2 separate regions of the Rattus norvegicus genome follow, and region 2 is linked to region 1. Evidence: chromatin contacts called from public Hi-C data. All regions are on one chromosome and are shown on one strand. Each heading gives the region's core, a stretch centred on a gene start, on an enhancer-like site or on the middle of the called end of the contact. The rest is flanking DNA. Distances are from core to core; before and after follow the strand shown.

What was found. A called contact is a pair of places that touch in the nucleus more often than the background predicts.
Region 2: a Hi-C map of the A7r5 cell line shows a contact between it and region 1, with 2.8 times the contacts expected there. The contact joins two enhancer-like sites. A contact is called at or near these places in 3 of 12 Hi-C or Micro-C datasets (the A7r5 cell line, Schwann cells and liver) and 1 of 1 datasets of contacts at active chromatin or transcription factors (oligodendrocytes).

What each region holds. Positions count from the first base shown.
Region 1 is chr3:136,872,414-136,878,541 of GRCr8, forward strand. No RefSeq gene overlaps it. Among named protein-coding and RNA genes, the nearest start is that of Slc20a1, 5.7 kb to the right of the region's middle. Within about 2 kb of position 1,693, at least 11 of the 93 cell types and tissues checked have an H3K27ac peak or open chromatin away from gene starts, as enhancers often do. A contact at or near this core is called in the A7r5 cell line, where this site is marked.
Region 2 is chr3:136,938,939-136,945,359 of GRCr8, forward strand. No RefSeq gene overlaps it. Among named protein-coding and RNA genes, the nearest start is that of Ckap2l, 35 kb to the right of the region's middle. Within about 2 kb of position 2,088, at least 5 of the 93 cell types and tissues checked have an H3K27ac peak or open chromatin away from gene starts, as enhancers often do. A contact at or near this core is called in the A7r5 cell line, where this site is marked.

The sequences.
Region 1 (6,128 bases), core at 443-2,942:
GGAAAATGGGACTGAATATAGAAAAAAGTGGTGGTGGCTTTCAGCCTCTGACTGGAAAAGAATCTGTAAACATACTGTTTCTAAATTCACCAGTGAACAAGAATCATTATTCTTGTAATTGCTTCCCCGGAGAATCCCATGGGGAGCTTGTTGGCTGTTCCAGGGGCTAGGGTTACTGCACAGTGGCTGAGTGCATGCTTAGTATGTATGCACAAGGCCCTTGGACTAATCCTCAGTGCTCCCCTCCACAAATGCAGTCTGGTTCTAGAGGAGGTCTGGGGTGGGCTTGTGGCATGTTCCCTTGTCACAGATCTATGACCATGCTTTGAGGAACCAGGCTACAGGCAGAAGACAAGACCTTTTAGCCTCCATCACACTGGAAATACATTTCTCCAACAAAAATAAAGACAAAGTTTTGCTCATAACCTGAGTGTCCCCCAACAGCTCAAATCAAATCTCATTCTCTGTCTCTCTCCCTCCTCTTTTCTTTTCCCCTCCTTTCTTTACGCCTTCCCCCTGTTAGGGATCTAAACTAACACAGGGCTTCCATCTACCATGTTACATTAGTATGGCTTTTTTGTTTGTTTGTACATGGTTTTGCTATGTAACTCGGCACGGTATTGAACTGGCTAAGAATTGAGATGACCTCAATCTCAGTCCTCCTGCTGTTACTTCCTGAGTACTGGAATTACATGTGTACACCATTATCCCCAGCCTGAAGCACCTCTTGGGCCCCCAAACACTTACTAGAAACTTATAAAGCTGGAGGCCGGAGAGATGGCTCAGTGGTTAAGAGCACTCACTGCTCTTCCAGAGGACCTGAGTTCAATTCCCAGCAACCACATGGTGGCTCATAACTGTCCCCTTTTCTGGTCTGCAGGCATATATGCAGGCAGAATGCTATATACATAATAAATAAATAAATCTTAATCTTAAATAAAAAAACTAGTAAAGCTATGATAAAATTCCCCTTACCCGGGGCTGGAGAGATGGCTCAGTGGTTAAGAGCACTGACTGCTCTTCCAGAGGTCCTGAGTTCAAATCCCAGCAACCACATGGTGGCTCATAACCATCTGTAATGGGATCTGATGTCCTCTTCTGGTGTGAACTAAGACAGCTACAGTGTACTTATATATAATAAATAAATCTTTAAAAAAAAAATTCCCCTTACCCAGCCCCAAGACTGGCATTATTGGGCTGTTCTTACAGGGCCCTCTTTAGGTGAAGGGATCAAAGGAATGAATAGTCCTGATTTGTAGGGGGAATGCTAGTAAAAGGGGTACCCTTCTGTAGTACGGTGGCCTGGGGGACAAGTGGCCTGGCATAATCTCTCATGTCCTGGAAGTGTTTGCTGAATGAATGATAAATCAGGGTCACTGATAAATCCTTGTGTACACGGAGGAAAGGCATGTGGGCCAGGTAGAGAAGTGGCAGGCCTGGCAGGGGCAGAGTGTGACAAGTGTAGGAGGTTGACTGGTGGCTCTGCTGTTGTGCTCATGGTTGGTGTTCAAAGTACAAGGAAGGAGTTTGTGTTTTGTAAGGACGCAGGTTGGTCAACCTTGTGGATGGAGATCCGCAGCAGGATGCTTGGTGAATGATTGAAGAGCTATGGGAAGCCATGCTGAGCCCAAAGCTGCCTCTCTCCTCCTGGATAGGACTCTGTGGATGACTCATGTCTTGCCACCCCCTCATTTTCTCAGGCTAAAACCGTATGTCCCGGGGCGTGGGGACAATGAGCAGACTCTCCATTACATGGGTTCCAGCAATCCTCTCACCTCGGCTGAAGAGCACTGGAGAAAATAGGCAGTCTCAGTCCGAGTCTCCTCGAGCGAGACCTCTGACGTCTGAAGACCTTCTCAAGAAGTGATCCGAGAATGCTGTGTGGTCCTGAGGTTGGCTGGAAGGAGAGCCAGGACACTTGGACCATTTCAGGATGTCGAAGAGCTGTGCTCCTTTCCCACTGTCTGGAGCCTCGGCCACATCACACCCACGTGTGTGAAGACAAGCCAAGGGGGAGCAACCACATGATGAGTAGTCAGGAAGGAAGCACAACAAGTCTGGAGTGGGTGGGGGCCAACTCCTGTGTCGACAGTGAAATGGAGCTCTACTTTCCCTGGCCCAACAAAGTGCAGCTAGCTGTTCATGCTTCAGGATGCTGGCCTGAGCTCTACCTCAGCTCTGCTCTCCACATCAGAGATCAGGTGACTGGGTATTTGAAAGCACTCTGCCTGTGCTTCAGGTTCCAAGCTCCCTGGAATCTAATGTGGATGGAGTCACATAGACACTGATGGTCTGATTGTCTGTGCGATGGGGGTTAGGGAGATGCGAACTTGTCTGGAGATGGAGAGATGCATACAAAGCAGACGGGGAAGTGATGGGCACAGTCTCCTTTCTGTATAGCCCAGGCTGGCCTAGAACTCATGATTTTCCTGTTTCTGTATCCCAAGTGACTGTTGGTGGGTTGGTCTGTCTGTGTCTGTGTCTGTGTCTGTGTCTGTGTTGAGGCCAGAGGAGGATATTAACTGTTTTCTTCTATTGACTCTATCCTCCTGGCTTGAGCAGGGCCTTTCATTTAATTGGAAGTTTGCTATTCAGGTTAGGTTGGTTGATTATGGAACTCTAAGGCTCCCTCTCTGTCCCCCGTTCCCTCAGGGTTATGGATATAGACACGTGTGACCATGTCTGTTGTTTTACATGGGTACTGGGGATTCAAACTCAGGTCCCCTGCTTCTACAGCAAGTGCCCTTAGTCACTGAACCATTGCCCCAGCCCCACGGGAAGGTTTTGTCTTGCAAGACAGGTTTTATTTTCCAAGAAGACTTAAAGAGAACAGGGTTTTCAGCAACTCCAAGGCAAGGTCAAGGCCCAACTTTACTCTAGAGTGGGCATGCACACCAGTGTCCAGCCTCTTCTTAATTCTAGGAATTCTGGGGCCAATCTTGGAGATAAGTTTTTCCTATTCCAATAGGACTTGAGAAAGCGTAAAATACAGGCTGTAAATGAAAGAGCCAGGTAGAAGAGAGAGATAAATGTCGCAAGTGCAAATAAGAGTTAACAGCCCAATCCACCTAACTTGCCTCTAGGCTTCCTGGCATTCTGGGGACAAAGTACTTCATGCTCTGTGCCTCAGTTCCTTTGTAAAAAAGATGAAAATATTCACGATACTTTGCATGGGTTATGTGCAAAGGACAGGAAACAGAGCCTGGCACAGAGTAAGCATGTAATTCTCTCTTTTAATTGGGGACAGGGAAGGGACTGTGGAGCAGCTCGTTCTCCCTTAAGGAGTACCTTCTCTTCCAGAGATGTTCTCTTTTGCTGATCCCTTCATGTCCTATGGGTGGCCTTGGCAACTGCCCTTGTTCCTGGCTGCATGGTGAATGTTCCCATATCCGTTTGAGTTTCCTCTCTCCCCAAAAGCCTTTTTCCAGGATGTACACTCATGTGCATTGAATGGTAGCTGTAGATACATTTCCTTGACTGTTAAAGTCTCCCTGAGCTCAGAATAACCATATGTGGTATTGTCTCCTTGTTTTTGTTTGGAATTTTGTAGCCATGGAGGACCTTGTTGCACAGAACCTAGCTTTGGGTACTACTGTGCCAGGCAGGCTGTTTTTTTCTCTGACCTCTGAAGGTCAAGGTATGGGGTTGGGGGCATGTCTCAGCCTCATGGCTCAGTGGCAGTGACTAACTTATTAAAGATCCTGTGGGTAGGGTGCTGAAGTTTGGCTTAGCAGTAGAGTGCTTTGCCTAGCTATGCAAGTCCTGGGTTCTATCCCAGGTACTGCGAATAAGTGAGTATGGTTAAGAGACCATACTGTTCTTAGAGGACCTGAGTTTGATTCCTAGCACCTATACTGGGCAGCTCACAACTGTCTGTAGCTTCAGTTCTAAGAGCATTCAGTGCCTCTAGCCTCCACAGGCTCCTGCATTCAAGTGCGCATACCCACCCACATATACATATTTAGAGATTAAAAATAAACACTTTAAAAAAAAACCAGGGGGCTGGGGATTCAGCTCAGTGGTAGAGCGCTTACCTAGGAAGCGCAAGGCCCTGGGTTCGGTCCCCAGCTCCGAAAAAAAGAACCAAAAAAAAAAAAAAAAAACAAACCCAAAAACCAGACATTCACATGCCATGGATCTCATGGTTGACACTGCCCCCTGGCAGCAGCCGATTTGCTTGGTCACTCTTCTGCAGCAAGAAGTTTAAAACAACTTGGCCCTCATGGCTGGAGAAAGGAAGACGGTGCAGGGTCTCTGCTCTCAACTAGTTATTGAATAAAGAAAATGAGTGTTTGATGTACTAATACCCTTTAGGGGAGCCTTACACTGATCATCTTCTCCTCCCAACAGCCCTGTGAAGCCGGGACCCATCCTCTTTTTCTCTTTAAAGCTGAAGTACCTAGCCGAAGGCTGGCATTTGCACTGTGTCAGGAGACTAGAGAACTACAGAGCAAGCAATCTGGCTTCAGATCGTTTTAACTACTGATTAGTAAGCTCCCCAAAACCCGAGCGTGTTTGCACCGCAGCCTCCATTTTAACACGGGTTAAACTCCCCAGGCTCTCTGACTACTTTCCCTAGTGTAGAGAGAGTAATGGAACTAGTGCCGTTCATGGAGTAGTTAGGGTTCCTCACAGTTCCATTCTACTGCTGTAATAAAATACTCTCACAGGAAGCAACTTAGGGAAGCAAGGCTTTTAGCCTACAATTAATTCCAGGTTATAACCATCACTCTGGGGTAGGCCAAGATGACAGACGGTTGGAACAAGTCATACTGTACTCATGTGAATGTGTGCATTCTTAGTGTTAGGCTAGCTTTCTCCACTCTCTAACATTAACTTTTATTTGATGTGTCTGTTTGCCTAAATGTTATGTCTATGCATCATGTGCACACAACTACATGCAGAGGTCAAAAGAGGGTGTTAGATCTCCTGAAACTGGAGTTATAGACGACTGGGAGCCATCTATCCTGTGGGTGCTGGAAAACAAACTGGGTCCTCTGAAAGAATAAGTACACCGGAGCCATCTCTCCAGCCCCTTATTCTTGTATAGTTCAGGGACCCAAACCAGGTATGCTGCCTTATTTTATGTCAACTTGACACAGTGCACAATCATCAGAGAGGAGAGAGCCCCAACTGAGAAAATTCCTTCCTAACAACATGCTGCAGGTAAGCTTGTAAAATATTTCTTAATTAGGGATTGATGGGGGAGGGCCTAGCCCATTGTGCATTGTGCCATCTCTGGGTTGGGGGTCCTGGGGTCTTTAGGAAAACAGGCTGAGCAAGCCAATAAACAGCACCCCTCTATGACCTGTGCATCAGCTCCTGCCTCCAGGTTCCTGCCCTTGTTTGAGTTCCTGTCCTGACTTCCTTCAATGATGAAAAACAATGTGGAAGTGTGATGAACCAAATAAGGTCTTTCCTCCCCAACTTCCTTTTCCGTCATGGTGTTTCATCATAGCAAAAGAAACCATAACTATGGTACCAGGGAATGGTGCCACACACTTTTCAGACTTCAGCGTTCCACACTAAGACAGTCCACCACAGACTTGCTCACAGGTCAACCCGATCTAGACAAGCTTCACCCAGACTCTCTTCCTAGGTGATCCTAGGTCAAATATTAAAACTAATAGCCAAGTATAGAAGCCCATGAATTTGGGCTAGAGAAGTGGCTCAGCGGTTAAGAGCACTGACTGCTCTTCCAGAGGTCCTGAGTTCAATTCCCAGCAACCACATGGTGGCTCACAACCATCTGTAGTGAAATCTGATGTCCTCTTCTGGTGTGTCTGAAGGCAGCTACAATGTAGTCATATATAATAAATAAATAAATCTTAAAAAAAAAAAGAAGTGCATGAATTTAATCCCAGCACTTGGGAGGCAGAGAGGCAGGAGGATCTCTGTGAGTTCCAAGCTAGCCTGATCTACACAGTTAAGTTCCAGGATGACCAGAGCTACACAGTGAGACCCTATCTCAAAAAACCAAAAGATAAACAAAAACCCATCACATCACACCCCCCCCCCATTCCAAATCTCAACTACTCTCTAGAGACAGAGAAGTCTGTCTCTGCCTGAAAACACATGGATACCAAGCAACATAAAGCCAAGTCTCAGAATACTGCAGTCTGAGCCAC
Region 2 (6,421 bases), core at 838-3,337, 67 kb after region 1:
GGGTTCTTATTTCTTGGCCTTTCAACCCCAATTTTCCAACCATCTTGTGTATGAGAGCCTACAATAGGGGATGTGTAGTGAGGGCAGAGACTGGATGCCCTCTGGCCTGGCCTAGCTATGATCCCTTTGATCCCTGCCCTTTCCCTCCCCGACCATCACAACTTACCTGTTTGCTGTGTCTTGGGATTGAAGAGTTGGGGTACAGGAGTATGTTTGTGGATAGAGTAGGAGGGCCAGCCTCTCTTAGTCCGAGCTTTGTGTGAGAAAGAGGTGTATGAATCGTCATTCCCACAGGTAGGCCTCTCTGGAGTCTGAGTGGGTGGGGCAGGACCACTTACGTCTTCCTCAAAGGCCTGTTAAGAGACAGTAATATTTTTTGGGGGGAACTTGGGAGAGTAAGCTAAGTGTCTGGCAGGTGTAGGAGATCACAAAACACGCCTTGAGCTATGGGCATGATCAGTTTTGCTGGCTGGGTGGTGACTGTGGTCCTGTTCCACGTCCTTGGGCCTCTTCACTGTGAGCAGCCCTGGAAGCTAGCCTGAGAGTTCACATGAAGGAAACCCTCCATCTTCCCCCAATCACCGTTGGTTATTTCCTGTCTGGCTTGACTGGGGGTGCTGTGGATAGAAATCTCCTGGTTGCTGGGCCCGGGGATGTCTCATTAGATTCTCATTAGGTGGACGGGCAGCAGGCTCACTTCATGGACTGTGTATGCCCATTTATACTTTCACGTTTCTGCACCCTGTTCCACAGGTGGAGGCCCATAATCTGGAGGTCCTACTTTGACCTGATTGTGGTAAACACACAAAAGCCCACCCCCCCTTTCCTTTAGAAGAGACACAGTCCTGAGGCAGGTCAACATAGTAATGGCAGTTGTTGACGGCTTGTGTTTCATGGACAGGAGGCTTCCCGCCCTTAGATTTTACCTCACCTATGGCTGCTGCTGGCTGTACTAGCTTGTCTGCCCCTGGAGACAGGGATCCAGAAGACTACTTAAGGGCCTTGTGACATCCTTCCTCCTTCAGTGCCATACTAGTCCTACCACACAGACCTCCCAGCCATCTCTAACCAGGGAAGGCATGGTTCTCTTGGCCAGGGCTCCCTCGGCCCCTCAATGACTCCAGAAAGCTCCCTGTGGGTGCCTACACAGGTCCCCACCGGTCCTGTGCTGTCTCTCCAGAGAAACCAGCTTCTGCTACCGCCTGTGCCGTCAACACCTCATGGCTTCCACCCCAGGGCAGAATGGTGAGTGAGCATTCGTCTTTCTTTGCTGAGGCAGACTCATCAGATGTGGTAAGTGAGTCTCTCAGTTTGTTTCTGTGTTTGTGAGGTGTGTGTGTGTGTGTGTGTGTGTGTGTGTGTGTGTGTGTGTGTGTGCTCGCATGCACGCCTGTGTGTTGATGACAGGGCATTCTTTATACTGGGGACCACATATTTGGGGACATTGCCAATTTGGGAGGTGGCAGGACTGGAGTACTTGCCTGGGAGTTCCTGAGCTGCCTTGGGAGCTGAGCATCTTGGTGAAAGGGAAGGGAGATTCAGGAGGGCTGCCATGCTTCTGTCTTCTGGAAGGGAATCTCAACTACTATGTGACCTATGGAGATCTATTGTTCTATACAAGGAAGCAGAGACCTGGAACACTTAAGAAGTTTGTCCAAAATCACACAGGTGATAGGGATCAAGCTGGGACTAAGGTCCCCATTTTCTGACTTGAGGTCCTCAAGTGATTCCCAGAGTGGCTTTTCTCTCCCACCCTCCCCACCTGCCCCGAGGACTTAGTGTGTGGAGGACATACTTTCTCAGCCACGAGAGAGCAGGGCTCGCTTGCTTAGAGCTCAAACAATTCCAGGTGTGCTGTTAGCTCTGATGGGTCTGAGTCACCGACTCGTGACTTTTGGAAGGCTGGCCACCTGACTCTCTGGCTGCCTTTGTCACACACAGCCCTTGTGTGTCCTCTCTGCTCTGGGTTTAGTCTTATCTGACCTAAGGGGGTGATGGATGGATGTTGTGGCTGGGGTTCAGAGTCCTCTGGCTGGGGCTGGCAGACAAAAGGGATGAGGGACAGTGGGTAACTCAATGCTACTCACCACTGCCATCTCCTGATCCTGTTCTTCAGAGTAGTCAGAGCATCTGGAGAGGCTACACACACATCTGATCTGTACCAACAAGAGTGCCAACTTTCCTGAGGGAGGTCGGGATGAGGGATGAGGGCTGGGTCTTGGTGCATGGAAAGCAAGAGGGAGTATTTTGGATCAATCTTCCCTAGAGAACCCACTGAAGCCTCTTGGGGCTCACTTTTGCTCAGTCTATGCCTCCCTAAAACCTTTCCTCCTAAATCGCTGGGCACAACCTGTCCTCTCACACAGGTGCACACACGGTCCACGGGTGTGCCCCTCCATACCCTCCTCCCTCTGGCTCCCACTTCTCATGCAGTGTATTCCTACTGCTCTGTGTCCCCTTCCCATATAGGTCTGAGGAAGGTTATACTCTCTCCTCTCCTGGAACGTGTTGCTATTTTTGGAGTGCTGGAGATTTGGAGCCGTTATGGGCTACAAACATCAACTCCACTAAGAAAGAGATGTTAAGTGCTATGTGGCGGGTGAAAAGGGGTAAACCAGAGAGGAGATGAGCGAGCCTTTTCTAGCCTGTCTAGATCTAATTTGTCTCCATTTATGCCCAACCATTTGATTTTCCCTTGCTTTGCTTAAGTGCCTCCTGTCCTTGTCCTACAGCACCCTCTGCTGGCCACTCTTCTAAATGACAGTAGCATGCAAACAACCCTGTTTCTGGGACTTGTCTCTCTCTGGCCCCTCAGTCCTCACCATGAATACGCCCCAGGCATGCTTGATTGCTGGGCTGGGCTTCATGCGGCTGACTACATAACTGTGATGGGTGTCTGGGATCATTGGAAAAGGAGCCTGAGAAGATGGGATTCTGGGTCAGCGACCTGATGGGTCTTGGGAAGAAAGAAAATAAAACATCTCCCTGTGGCGTACTGAACAGTGAACCTGGGAGATTCCAGCAGACCATTCAGGTCGAGAGTTACAGAAAAATATGGCAATCTTGGGTTCAGCTGGATCCTGGCAGAGACTTTTAAAGATTAAGGCAGCTAGAATGTAGCCATCTGAGTGGTCCCTTGGTCTGGTCAGGTAGGCTGGCAGGATCTCACAGTTTTACAGATGAGGAGGCTGAGGTCTAGAGACAGGAAAACTGGTTAGAGCCAGCTCTCCATAGTCTGAAAACGGGATTTGGAGGGGCCCAGGGCAGTGACTGTAGGTCTGGGTACGTGGGCCTTGCCTAGTCCTCTGCTGTGTTCAGCCATGGCTGTCAGGCAGGTTACACTGGGGGAAGGCAGGGTCAGAGCCTGGGCAAAGTGGAGAGGTATGCTGTCTCTAAAGCTCCACACATGGTGTTTGTCCAGCATGTACGAGGTCCTGGGGACTAGCCCAGCACTGAAAATAAAAACTATAGAACGAGCGCTGGCTATGATGCACTTGCCTGGGATCCTGTCATGGGGTGCCGAGGCAGAAGAATTGCAAGTTCTAAGCTAGCCTGGGCTACTTAATCAAGATCCTGTCCCAAAACAAAACCCCTAAAGAAACCAACCAACCAACCAACCCACCAACCAACCAACCAACCAACCAACCAACCAACCAACCAACCATCTAACCATCTAACCAACCAACCAACCAATCAACCAACCAACCAACCCACCATCCAATCAACCCACCAACCCACCCACCCACCAACCAACCAACCAACCAACCAACCAACCAACCAACCAGCTAGCCAACCAACCAACCAACCAACCAACCATCCAACCAACCCACCAACCAACCAACCAACCAACCAACCAACCAACCAACCATCCAACCAACCCACCAACAAACCAACCAACCAACCAACCAACCAACCAACCAACCAACCAACCAACCAACCAACCAGCCAGCCAGCCAGCCAGCCAGCCAGCCAGCCAGCCAGCCAACCCACCAACCAACCAACCAACCAACCAACCAGTCAATCACTCCCAAAGACCCAAACTACTCGTATGTAGTCTGTGGTTTTAAAAGAAGTAGCTTCTTTCCTGCAGGTGGACATGAGCCTCAGTCCCTAGAGGGTTTGAACACTGGCAGGACTGGCTTGTCCCCATCAGGGGGTCACCCTCAGGGTGCATGCTCAGTGGCACAGGTGATGCAGGAGGATCTGTTGTGGATCCGACATTGAACCCTCTTGGGGGTCATGCTCACTCTGCGCCTCCCTGAAGTCTTTTCTCCTAACACACTGAGCACAGCCTCAGAGGTCTGTCCTCTCACACAGGCGTACACACACAGCCCATGGGTGTGCCCCCTCCATCCTTCCCCCTCTGGCTTCCTCTCCTTTTCCACTGGGCTGGGATCTATATCCATCATGTTTCCCTCTGGCCAGAGGGTAGCTGGGGAGCTGGACTGGTGCTACATCATCAGGGGCAGCCTTCTACTGTAGCTTCCTCCAGACCCTCCTCTCCAGCCAGCTGATGCACTCTGCAGACCTCCAAACCACCACCAGCCTCAACTTCTTCACTTCGCACTCAGCTTGCTATTTCGTGCAGTCCCTGAGCTGGCGACTCTCTGCTGCATGTCTCTGAGCAGTCCTGACTCTCCACCCAAGTAGGTCTCATGGGTTCCTTAGCCCCTCAGAACTTTGCTAGGTCCTTAGGTCCATTAACCAGCTTCCAGACACTGTGGGGTCAAAATCTTCCAGATGCTCACTCATGACTCTTAAAAACAAACACAAGAGCAAAAACAAACAAACAAACAAACAGGAGTTCGGATTGTATAGAGAAGGTGCTGCCAATGAGGGCATTCTGTCCAACCTTAACCCCTGTTTTAGTGAGGTCCTGCTCTCTGGGGACAGTGCCTGAGTAAAGGAGGAAGCACGGCCCTTCCCTTAGCAAGCATCCAGTGTCTTCTGGGGACCAAGCAGGAGACGATTCACAAAGGGCTGTGGCTGGTTTTCCCCTGGGAGACCCTAGGATGCTCTTGGGTTAAGCTCAGGGAGTACGATGGTTGTGATCACACAGGGAAGGGTCAATGGGGACCTTCCATGGGAGGCTTCCTGGAGCTTGTCGGTTCACCGGATGAACCCCTTATTTTATCCTATAACATAGAAACCTGATGAACCCCCTTAATTTATCCTGTAACATAGAAACCTAGGTTGCGTAGATTTGGGGGTTTCCCTGACACCTGCTTTCCCCTCCATTCTCACATGCCCCAGATCAAGAGGGGACTGACTACTGAGTATCTCCAGGGCTGCAGGAAATGCTGTGTCACCTGCACTGTACTGCCTCTCTTTGATGGGCAGTGACAGAGCGTGCTTGGCAAGATTGAGAAGCCCAGCAACATTTGTTTGGTGTCATTCCATAAGGCAAGGGAAGGAAGGACAGGTCTGAGTGACAAGGGGGAACAATGAAAGAAATTTGACCTCTTGACCCTGGGGATTTTGAGGAAAGGAAGCTTCCAGAACCTTTCTTGCTCTGTGCACTCTGTGGGCTCCTTCTACAGCGTATGTGGCCAGGAACCAAGCACACTGTGTGTGTGTGTGTGTGTGTGTGTGTGTGTGTGTGTGTGTGTGACTGCTGCATATCTCAGAAGCGTCAGGGATTCATCTACATCCATGTTCATTCCAACAGATGCCTCATGATTTGCTTGTGGAATAAGAATGGGCTAGCCTGGACCCTGCCTTCTGATTCCTCCTCCACAGTCAGAAGGGGAGGGACTGGGATGAGGTGGGCTTTGCTTTTTGTAGCAGAGCTGGGAGGAGCTGTTTCACTGTGGCTGAGAAACTCTGTGGCTTGTGGCTACTGCGGGGGAGAGCAGTAGTGACCCACACAGAGGCACTGGGAAATTCACAGACATTTTGTTTCCAAGTACACTAATCCATATTTATATAGAAATACATACAACTCTAAATTGCTTTCACTTTAATTTCCCTGCTTGATTTTGATTAGGGAATTATGTTGGTTTTTAAAATTATGGATATAATGATATTGTTTATAAATTCAGGTTCGTCTTGGGATTTTGTTTTCAAAATTAGGGACATTTGGGTTTTAGGGTCACAGAATCTGCTCAACAGCTAATGGTTGGTGTCTTGCAGTCACCCTTTACAGACAGCTGTTGGTTGGTCCATCATCCAAACACATCCACTGTGCTCTGCAGGAGAGGGTTCAGCATGTACTCTCCTGAGTGAGAGTCTTTAGATGCCAAGGGTCAAGCAGCGGAGACCCCTGTTGTCATGAGGGACCTGACACTTGTGGGGCGTGCCTGTTATAATGTCCTCCTGGGCGTGAGCAGATGGAGTGTGTGAACACTGTGTGCCAACTGTCTCCTGCTTGGTGGTGGTGTAGAACAGGAAGGAACTGTAAAGTAGCCCTGCTCGGGGGACA